Regions from separate parts of the Mus musculus genome. Here region 1 is linked to region 2. Evidence: chromatin contacts called from public HiChIP or PLAC-seq data. All regions are on one chromosome and are shown on one strand. The core of a region is the stretch at or near the end of the contact, and the rest is flanking DNA. Distances in the headings are between cores, read along the strand shown. Region 1 overlaps Tbc1d5 (TBC1 domain family, member 5). Region 2 has its middle 37 kb from the start of Dazl.

Region 1 (5,312 bases), core at 1,933-4,432, 660 kb after region 2:
TCCACCTGCCTCTGCCTTCTGAGTGCATATTTTAAATAGCAGAGAATCAAATGGTGCAGTGGGCACAGCCCTTTCCGCAAATACACGTAAACACCTGAGGTTTTATAGATATTATAGAATATAATATTATAGAAAGCTAATATGGCTATCATGTCTGCAACTCCAATTCAAATGACAGAGATCCTGGTCCTCCTTACTCACTAAGTCTAGCCAAATCAACAAGCACCAAGTTCAGTGAAGCAATATTGTCTCAAAAATTAAGGTGGAAAAAAATAGGAGAGGCCATTTGATGTTGATCTCTTGCTTCCAAGAACCAACCCATGTCCACACCTTCCAGGAACTGACCCATTTAAACACAGATACACTATCTACACTCAAACATGCTCACAAAGTTATAAAAAAGAAAGGAAAAAAATTCAGAAAATTATGAAAGGAAAGTAGCAGAAGGTGTTGCTGGGTTTCCCGTGGAGGTGGATGGCATGGATAGTTGTAGAAAGAACTTGCTGAGCTGGTGGGGACAGCCTATCACTAGAAGTTACCTTCTGTGAACTGTACTCTGAGCAAACTTAGGGCACATGACACAGGACTTCATGATGAGTCCTGAGCAATAGAGCTCTACAGACTGTTAGAAGTAAGTACACAGCTTGGAGAGTGATTAACAGAAAGGCCATACTGAGGCTCTAAAACATTTCCTAGATAGCGTCAATGATCCACAAAATTCTCCAAAATAATGAGCTTCTACAGTCCTGCACATAACTATGTCTTACTATAGGAAAAATTTATTTTACTAATATTTAACAAAAGATACTAAGTTATGGTCTTATTTTAATAGTAATGGAACTTAGCACTGAGCTACACCAACTCTACAGGCTATCTGCCATGACCACAGCAAACCCTTACTATATACATATCCTATTTCCAGAGAGGTTTGCAGCCTACAATGTTGTAATTTAGTTAATCGTAGTTATTATATTTCTATAATAATAAAATCTGAATAGGCAGGAGAGAGCACACGAAAACAGACTTAGAGAAGAGCTTCCTAAAAGTAAGCATGGCGTCAAAGAGTATTAGAAAATATTCATTTAAACATAGACAATAATATTAAGGTCAATGAATCATACACTTGAAATTTCACTACAAGTTCTCCCTGTTTAGACAAGACTGATTCATCAAGTGACAATCTATAAATACAGTCTAAAAAAAAAAAATACAAGTAAGAATTTTATTAAAACTTTGGATGACTAACACCATTTTGTCTTAAGAAAAGTTGGTTTGGTTTTTTTTTTTTTTTGGTTCCTTAAGACAGTATTAATAATGGGTGTGCAAAACTTAATAAAAATGAAAAGACATCCATTAACTGAAACACTATAGGGAGTTAATATCTTTTTTGTTGTATCTAAAAAATTCAAATAGAAACTATTTGCAGGGTATTAACTGCCATTTGTTAACAATGGTAACTAATCTCATTCATGTTTTTTAGTTGATAATTGAATACATTCATTCAATATTAAAAGAATTTTGAATCTAAAGTTTCAAAGTTCATACAAAAAATCCAAGATAAATGTTTTCAAGCATATCATTAATATTACAAAACATCTATCACTATAAATCAAACTCACTGGAACCTTCATACTCAATTAAAAAAATTATGAGTCCTTCAAAATTCCAAGAAGTAATGAATCAGAAAGTATATATAATTTGTAAAATGTATTTTCTATTAAAGAATTGTTACTTTAAAAATAGCTTATAAAATTTGAAACCTATAATTACTTGCATTTACCATTTTATAATGCATAATTATTAACAGAAATGACAAACTTGATAATAATGAAAATTAAAAATTATTATATTATTATATTTTAAAATCTATGACAAACTAATTATCAAATTTAACTATTACTACACACCATAACAGATATCAAAGTAATTGGTTATTGATTTTATACAAACTAACAAATTAGAAGGTATCTAGAAAAATGTTAAGTATGCCCTAATTAATAAATGCATTTTCTAATTCAAGTTTGCATTCATGCAACTGGACCAATGTGTTAACTTTCCTAGGATTTTAAAATTCAATGGCAAGGCAATTGTTAAACACTTCTAGAACTGATCTTACAGAAAACAGAAAGCAAGAAAAATATATTTGAATAAGGAGTTTCATTAGGCTGCCTCAATACAGGCCTTTCCTACTATAAAAGGGCAAGATAGTACAGAGTTTCCTCTACCTTGTATTCTTGCTGAGTCCATTTCAGATTTAACTATAATTTGATCTCTTTGATGGAGAAACCTGTGGAAAATTACTTAAATGATTCTAAAAAACTAAGGTCAAGATGCCCCAGCTAATTTATCTGGGCTTCTGTTACACTACCTGCTTGAGCAAAACGTTATTTATTGTTTTATTAAAACTCCAGTTTATTGTGTATTATAGCTTCTGCCAAACTGCTTGCTTGCACAAAATATCCACCTATAACTGCCAGATGAGATACAGGATAGGGTTTTGCCTTTAAAAGCACTTTGATCTAAATGTCCGATACTACATTTAGGTACAGAATATCTAAGTGTACTCCCAACTAACAGGAATTGACTTTTAACTGACTGTGGGCTATGACATAACTGGTGGACTCCCTGAAGCATTTTAGAGGTTCAGGTTGTGCCCATGCCCCAGTGAGAGCCTTAGAGACTGGATCCCAAAACTGATGGTACCCACAGGAGTAGGAAGGAATACTCTGGCTATAGAGGAGTCCTAGAGGGTATGTACCTTGATTTATCCCAGGCGCTGGGGAAAACCTCTCCCAACAATCACTGTCTAGTACTCTAGAAGCATCTGAATCCAGTTCCCCAAAAGACAAAAGTCATCTGATTCGGATGACTCCAAAGGTTAAGTGTCATCTGCAGGAGGTGACATCTAGGTAGGACACAAGAGGAGAAGACATACAGGAGCATAGATTCTGCATCACAGAACTCACCTGGCCTGTTCAGATACATGAGTGTATGGTAGCCACCCCTGGCTGACTTTACTATGTGTCTCTCAGTATGAGAGATGTGTGTCTATTTCACTTTGTGTGTTTTTGTCAGTTATATTGGTTGGAGAAACAGATCTAAAATGGGGAAGTAGTGAGTCATTGCAAGACTGTAGCCATTACTATCTCTGAGACAGCACATGACTTCCTGAAGGCTCACAGGCCACAGTGGGCTGACCACCCATGCTGCAATATCCTGCTTTCCAGGGGTGAAAGTGGCTGCACAGCAGCTGGCTACTGCCTTTTGCTATGATTACACCAGCAGCTCCCAAGTGTTGCAGCCACCAGTTTCCCTGTAGTAAACAATCGTTCTCTTGTAAAAAGTACTTCCATTCTGGCTTACAACCTGTGCTCTTGTGGTATTGACTCTAAATTACATTTGTCTTGGCCAGGGCACTCAGAGGAAGTCAAAACCTCTGCCTGTTCTCTCAGCCATTCTAGAAGAAATTGATCTATCTCTTCCTGACTGTTTGGTTCTGTCTTACTTAGGTGAATACTGCTCTAGGTGAAAAAAGGTCCTGTTCCCTGTGTGGAAGAGGGCAACAGCCCAGCCTCTCATCCAAGAGAACCCCTGCAGTCTAATCCTAGAGGCTTAAGCAGCTCTGTGTGCCCTGTAAAGTGTTCTAGTCACACTGGGGTAATCTGAGTAATGTGAGTAGTGACTGGGGTGGAAGTTCCACTCATTCATGGTTTATGTCTCCTTCTCTATCAGTGACTTGTATAACTGGAAGACTTAAAACCATTCTGTTTCAGAATCTTTAACTATAGGCTCTTTAACTATACATATAGGCAAATGTGGATGATTGCAGGCAGATCCTGACCACACTGTTTACAGGGTTTATAGTAGTTTTAGTACTGGTTATGTTTTTGTAAAAGACTTATGGCTTACAATTGTGTATGATTTGGTAGCTATGGTAGTGAAAAGCCTTATAACATTCTACAGAATATAACTAGAGAAGTATAGCTTCTGATAAGGAACCCGAATGACATTTTTGAGATGCTAGGATATTACCCATAGCACAAACAGAATGGATTTCGCATGTCTGACCTAAAGGTCATTTCTTCAGTACACCATATGCTTAGCTTGGGTATAAAGGGTTTATTGGCATGAACTCCCTGACTTATATCTCCAAACATGGGATCAAACCAGACCAACCAGGGTGATCATTCCCCAGCATTGAAGGACTATGGAAAACAAAGCACTAGACTTTGTCTTCAGAAAATACTATTCAGAAGCAAGGGGCTTGGGGGGGGGGGGATTGTTGGAAGAACTGATATAAAGTCACAGAAGTCATGGTGTGCTTTCCTGTGAGTTGTAAAGCTAAAAGAAGAGGTTCATAAATTTGTGGCCAGCCTAGGCATTTTGAAAAGACCCTCTCAAAACAACAAGATGAAACTGCCTGAGCCAACCTTTCTAAAAGTAACAAAAGACCAAGAGCTTATGAAAATGGGTTGCATGCATTGCTGCCCCACATTAAGAAAACATGTTCTAATTTTACTCCCTATTTGCATTATATTTGTTTCCAATATAGACATGTTGCACCTCAAGAGTGAGATGCTAAGACAGAAAGTAGGAAACTGTAACCAGTCTAACAGAAATGGAGATATCTTAAAGAGACGCTTGAGTCAACTTGACTATCAAGACTACTGAAACAATGGGCCTCAAACAAATTGGAATTTTCTCAGGAAATTTAATGTTACATAAAGGAAAAGGCAGCAACCAAAAGAGGACCTTTGTTTCCAGGAAAGAGTTTTCTCACAACCCTAACAACCTGTAGATCACCCAATAGGGTGAGACTGGGGATCCGATAGTGGTGGATGGAGCACACCCTGAGTGGGACTGCTTACTTGTGCATATCCTTGGTCCTCTCTTTAAATGTGATCTCCCTTCAGGACACTGAAGACAAACTTGAAACATTTTCTAGATTTTTGTCCCTCTTCCCAATGTGGCCACAGTGAATAAATCTCCTTTCATGAATTCCATATTTAATATGGCTTTTTAAAGTTGACTTATTGAAGATGGGTGGGCAGATCTGACTTGGAGCACAAGTTGTGAGCCCAAGTATAATAAAAATGTTACAGCTAAAACATTAAATATATGGAACAACAACAACAAAAAAAGTATAGTAAAAGCTATAAAAGAAAAGGACTAAGTCATACCCAAAGCATAGAAGGACTAGGAGGTAGACAGACTACCTAGTTAGCAGACATGTAGGGAGGGGGCCATGCCTGGGTAGGAGAATTCCGAGATGGCCAGCTTCTTCCTCACCCTTCTGACTTGAGACAAAAGCC
Region 2 (5,153 bases), core at 2,595-5,094:
ACAGTGCAGTACCTGGGCATGGTTCTAGGAGGTATGAGGAAGGGAGCTGAGTGTGAGCCTGGAAGCAGCACTCCTTCATACTCCTCGCCTCTGCTCCTGCCTGAGTTCCTGCTCCAACCTCCCTCAACGATCAAACTTGCAAGTCAAATGAATCCTTCCTCCTAGAGTTCACATAGTGTTTAACACAGCACTACAAACTAGGCACACCGTCCTGACTGAGCAGTAACTGGCATAAGACCGCCCCTGGTTGAGTGGCTCCGTGGATTCTAAGACACCCATGGCATGTCTGCTGATAAAGGGCTGCCTGAGTTTTAGAGATCTGAAGTCAAGTACTTGTTGGCCATGGCTGTCTGTGAAGAGGATTCTGATAGATTCCCTCTTTGCCATTCCCGTTGGAATCTCACTGGGTCATTCACCTCTAAGCAGGGACATAGTCTAGAGCTCACCACCTGTGAGTGAGCGGAAGGGTCCTTCAGAGTCCAGAGTAATTATCTGAACATGAGAAGGAGATGGGAGGGGGGAACGTCTTGATTTTCCCCAGTGGTCTGTGACATATGTGGTAGCACCTGAGATGGGAGCTTGCTTCTGCATCTCTGAGGAACTGGTGACAGCGGTGGTGTGGTTACCGCTTGAGTAGATTTGTCACAGAGAGGCTTCAGCTGAAAGGGCCCTAGGATCTGAACCCTTGGCAGGGCAGCTACCAACCGAGGCATTCTGGGGCATGAGTGCTTCAGCCACTCTCCTTTTCTCCCACTGGCTTTAGAGCAGCAGCAAGTACTGGCCTGTGTTCTACCTCACACATTTGCAAGGCAAGAAAACTCAGCCAAGCGCCAGAGCTAATTAGCAGAGTTCGTTTACTGTGGTCCTTACACAGGGGAAGAAAGCACTTGAGATTAGGTCACTACATGAGTGTAATTTGTCATGAGTGTTCGAGACAAAATGGTTTATTTAGCAATACTAATAGTGGCTTGCTTCAGATAACACATAAACTGAGTGTGTAGAATACTTTTATTTTGTTCTTAAAGATTTATTTTATACGTATGACTGTTTGTCGGCAGCTATGTATGTTTAGGCCAGAAGAGAGTGTGGTGTCAGAACCCCTGGGGCTGGAGTTACAAATGGGAATGAACTAATTCAGGTCCTCTGCAAGAGCAAGTACTCTTAACTGCCCATGAACCATTTAGTCAGCTCCGCAGTCTCGCTTGGGCTGTTTCTATGAGAATTTCCAATGTAAATATTGGGACTTTCATGTAAGCTCAAGACTGCAAAAGGCTTTACAGCTTTCTACGTAAACAATATGATTTTGATTCCAGAATCTGAGCTAGGTTGTCGTTTTTTAATTTTTATTTGTACAGAGGCACTCTATCCTTGAACATTTTTTTCCCTTGCTCCTCTGGGCATGCATTCCTACCCAGGCTGAGTTTTCCCCTAAGAAAGGGCCTATGTGGTTTTTGTCTCTCCAAGTTATGATCAGGGAGGACCAAGGACCACACTGTTTAGTTTCCCTCTACGGCATTTTATCAGTAAATGTCTGTACTCTGGAATAAATTTCGGATGAGCAAGCCAAAGTGGACTAAGTAATGTGAGTCCGGGTGAGGTGAGGTGAGGTGAGGTGATGCTGTTGACTTAACAGAACACCTGAGGGGTTGTTCTGCTACTGATAGGCATTGGTTCTCTGGGTGCCAAGACTGTATCACGGAACGGCTCCAGGAATAGTCGGGCACTGAGGCTACCAGATCTTATTTGCCATGGTTAATCCTGACTGTCAACTCAATCAGATTGAGAGATGTCTAGAAGATCTGTAAAGAATACTCCTAGGGGAGCTCTGGAGATGTTTCTAGAAAGAAATAACTAAGGCAGGGATGACCCCTCTCGGGTCTGTGTCAGCATCCCAGTCGCCAGGCCCAGGATAGAATAGAAGGGGAGACTGCTGGAGGAGGGCTTCCTCAGTCTGTTTCCTGGCTGCCCCCACCTTTTGAAGCCTGTAGCATCCCTGAAAATGCTGAATGTCTCCTTATACCTACCATGCTATCCAGGAAGTTCTCTGTGATTGAAATAAAAATTTCAGTCCATCTTCTCTTGCTTTACTACAGGATTCTTCACTCATCCCTCAAGGCATGGCTTAGATTTTTCTGTCATTGTGATTGTTTTCTAAATCCCCCTCCCCCATCCTGACCATTCTGGCCGGTAGTAACTGCTACCTCCCCCTCCCTGGGCTTTCAAAGCCTACTGCTTCCCTTCCACACAACTTGCCACACAACTTCACTGTGCCAGGTGGTCTCATGAAAGTTTCTTGTGCTGTCTGAAGCTTTCGGCTGCATCATCTGTAGAATGTAAACACAACCAGTCCCACCTCATAGGGTCACTGTAAAAAACGCCACGGCACTTGGCGGCATGTGGTGAAGTATACATTTACTACTAACACTCGAGGCAGGGGCAGGGACAGGGACAGAGGCAGGGGCAGGGACAGAGACAGGAGCAGGGGCAGAGGGAGTCTCCGTCACGAGTTCCAGGCCAGCCAGCCAGGGCTATGTAATGAGATCCTGTCTCAGAGAGCAAGGAAGAGTGAGAGAGAGAGACAGAGAGACAGACAGAGAGAGACAGAGAGGGAGAAAGGGAACTTTCTAAGTCCTTGCTTAGCACAGTGCTGGGAACACAGTAAGGACTCAAAATCAGTGGTAGCCACTGTCACTGCTATAGTAATCATCACAATTATTCATCATATGGAACCACGGCTTGGCAATATTAGCTGTGAGAACTGAAGTCTGTCTCTCTTTGCTCTACTTCCTTTTTTGACATTTGCTTACTCATTTATTGTGTCACTTATAAAAGATGATTATGACCTTGTGTGACCAAATGTAGCTGCTTTCTCATTCAGGTATATGTATGCTGTATGGAGGTTGTAATTATTTGTTTTTTTTTTTTTTTTTTTTTTGATGAAGGTACTGAAAGGTCTGAAGAACCACAGCTCTGACTCTCATTGACTTTTTTGAATTAGGACAAAGCAACAGCCAACTCTGATCCCTGTAAAGAGCATTAGTGAGGCAGAACTGGGCCTCATTCCATTGTTCCACAGACATTTGCAAATGATCGTAGAGATAAGTCTGGTGAATCAGTTGGGTGAGGTAGAAAGAATAAAGGGCTCAGTTCAAGCCTTGACAGTGATCTTTAACTCTAAGCCTCAAGTGCCCTCTCAGCAAAATGGGAGCACTAGTAGCTCCCACAGCTCAGGACTGTTACAGAGATGAAATCATACTATGCATAGAAAGAACACACGTGTTTATGGTACATTGCTGGTAGTCAGTAACTATCCAAACACATCTTGATGCAGGAGTTGGAAGGGTCTCAGATGATGTTGATCAGGGTCTCTAGACACAGAGCCTGAAAAAGAAAAAAAATATTTTTGTTTTGTTGTTGTTTTTTGTGAAAGTGACTTACTGAAGGAATATAACTTTTAAGAATAGCTCATAGGAAAACATAGCAAGGGAGAAGCCAAAGAACTTTGAGAAATGGTAGATTCTACCCTCAGTCTGACTCATGAGGGCCCAAGGGCATCCACAGAGCAGAGCACTTCCCCCACTTCCCCCACCCAGGCAGAGGCTGGCTCTTTTAAGTCTCCTATCAGTCACTCTGCAGATTGACTAGTGAATAGATAGATTCTTTAGCTTGAGCTCAGATAACATGAAAGGAAACAGGAGCTTGCAAGAGCAAAAAAAAAAAAAAAACCAAAAAAAACCAAAACCAAAACCAAAAAAACCAAACAAGTTGGGGAGAGGATGTTGGGATGGGAGCTGAAGACTTACAGAGTTTACCACACAGCCAATGGGAGCCGCTGAACTCTCATGAGTGGGGGCTGTAACTTGATAATGGGTGAGCCAGGTGCCTCGATGATCCTTTTATGGCATCTCTTTGTTGTCAGGCTGAAGATCACATTTTCTGCCCTGACCTTCAACCAGCTACTTTAATTGGAGCCCAATCCTGCCCCATCTCTTCAGGCTCAGTGTACCCTGGTGGTAGTATTGCACAGATGCCCAGCAGAGCCATCTGGGCTGCGCCTGTCCACCCCCCAGCCCCACCCATACTCACACACTTTAGGATCTTGGGAAAGCTGCTCCTTGTTTGCAAGGCAGTCATTAAAGACTAGATGGGACTGATAATTTTTATGGCCTGAAAAGACGGTAGGAGTTAACGGCAAAAGGGAGCCTTATCCACACAATGGCAGGGCCGTGCACAGGAGCATATTTCCACCCAGGGCCAGGATGTGCTTGCGGTCTGTTTCCTGTGTGTGGATGACAGTGTCACCAGCCAGCTTCCTGCTTCTGTTAGCACGCCATGCCTTACCCGACATTACGGACTCTGGAGCCTCAAGCCAGATCAGCTCGTTTTTCCTTGCCTTGCTTTTGTCCGTACCATCTTATCACAGCGACAGAAAAGTAACCTAGAAACTGATACCAGCGCGGCAGGGAACATGATTTCTGTGTTTTGGAGGGATGTAGAAGATTCTGGAACTTTGGAGTAAAAAAAAAAAAATGTTGAATGTTATAAGCAGAGCTTTGTGGGTGTTCTGGTAGGAGCCTGGAAGACAGTAATGAGGTCAGAGAGAGAGTCCAGCTCTAGAGGGTTCAGAGGGATACAAGGATTCTACCAACAAGTAGGCTGGTAAAGACTCTGGCTACCTTCTGCCCATGTCCCAAGAACGCGGCTGAGGGTAAATGAAAATGTGATAGGCTGATTTTATTGGCAGAGGAGATCTCAGGCAGTGTGATGTTGAGTCTGTGGAATGCTTATAACCAGTTACTCTCATACAGCCCTATAATGAAAAGTTGCAACAAATGAGGCAGAAAGAAGTGGGGAAATTGTGCAGTTTGGTGAAAAAAAATCACCAGAAAGCTTAGTAGTCTAGCTTAAGTCATGCAATGAAGAAGGGGCTGGGTTTAGCATGCTAAGTGGGCAGCCCAGTATGTATGGAAAGCACAAACTGGAGTCAGCGGGTTGTATGTGCAGGTTGTGTGTGTGAGTGTGTAGACACAGGCGCACCCCTGTGTACATAGACGCTTAGAGAAAAGGACATGAGTTTGAGAAGGGTGTTACTGGGGACTTGAAAGGAGTTGGAGGGGGAGAGGGAGTGGGGGAAATGATGTAAATACAATGTA

What was found. HiChIP or PLAC-seq counts read pairs in DNA pulled down with a chosen protein or histone mark.
Region 1: an H3K4me3 HiChIP or PLAC-seq map of bone marrow-derived macrophages shows a contact between it and region 2, with 4 times the contacts expected there. The contact joins two enhancer-like sites. A contact is called at or near these places in 3 of 115 datasets of contacts at active chromatin or transcription factors (acute myeloid leukemia, bone marrow-derived macrophages and differentiating embryonic stem cells).

What each region holds. Positions count from the first base shown.
Region 1 is chr17:50,990,634-50,995,945 of GRCm38.p6, forward strand. All of the region lies in intron 3 of Tbc1d5 (TBC1 domain family, member 5), which reads right to left. Among named protein-coding and RNA genes, the nearest start is that of Gm31083, 110 kb to the left of the region's middle. Within about 2 kb of position 3,183, at least 121 of the 459 cell types and tissues checked have an H3K27ac peak or open chromatin away from gene starts, as enhancers often do. A contact at or near this core is called in acute myeloid leukemia and bone marrow-derived macrophages, where this site is marked.
Region 2 is chr17:50,327,672-50,332,824 of GRCm38.p6, forward strand. No RefSeq gene overlaps it. Among named protein-coding and RNA genes, the nearest start is that of Dazl, 37 kb to the left of the region's middle. Within about 2 kb of position 3,845, at least 83 of the 459 cell types and tissues checked have an H3K27ac peak or open chromatin away from gene starts, as enhancers often do. A contact at or near this core is called in acute myeloid leukemia and bone marrow-derived macrophages, where this site is marked.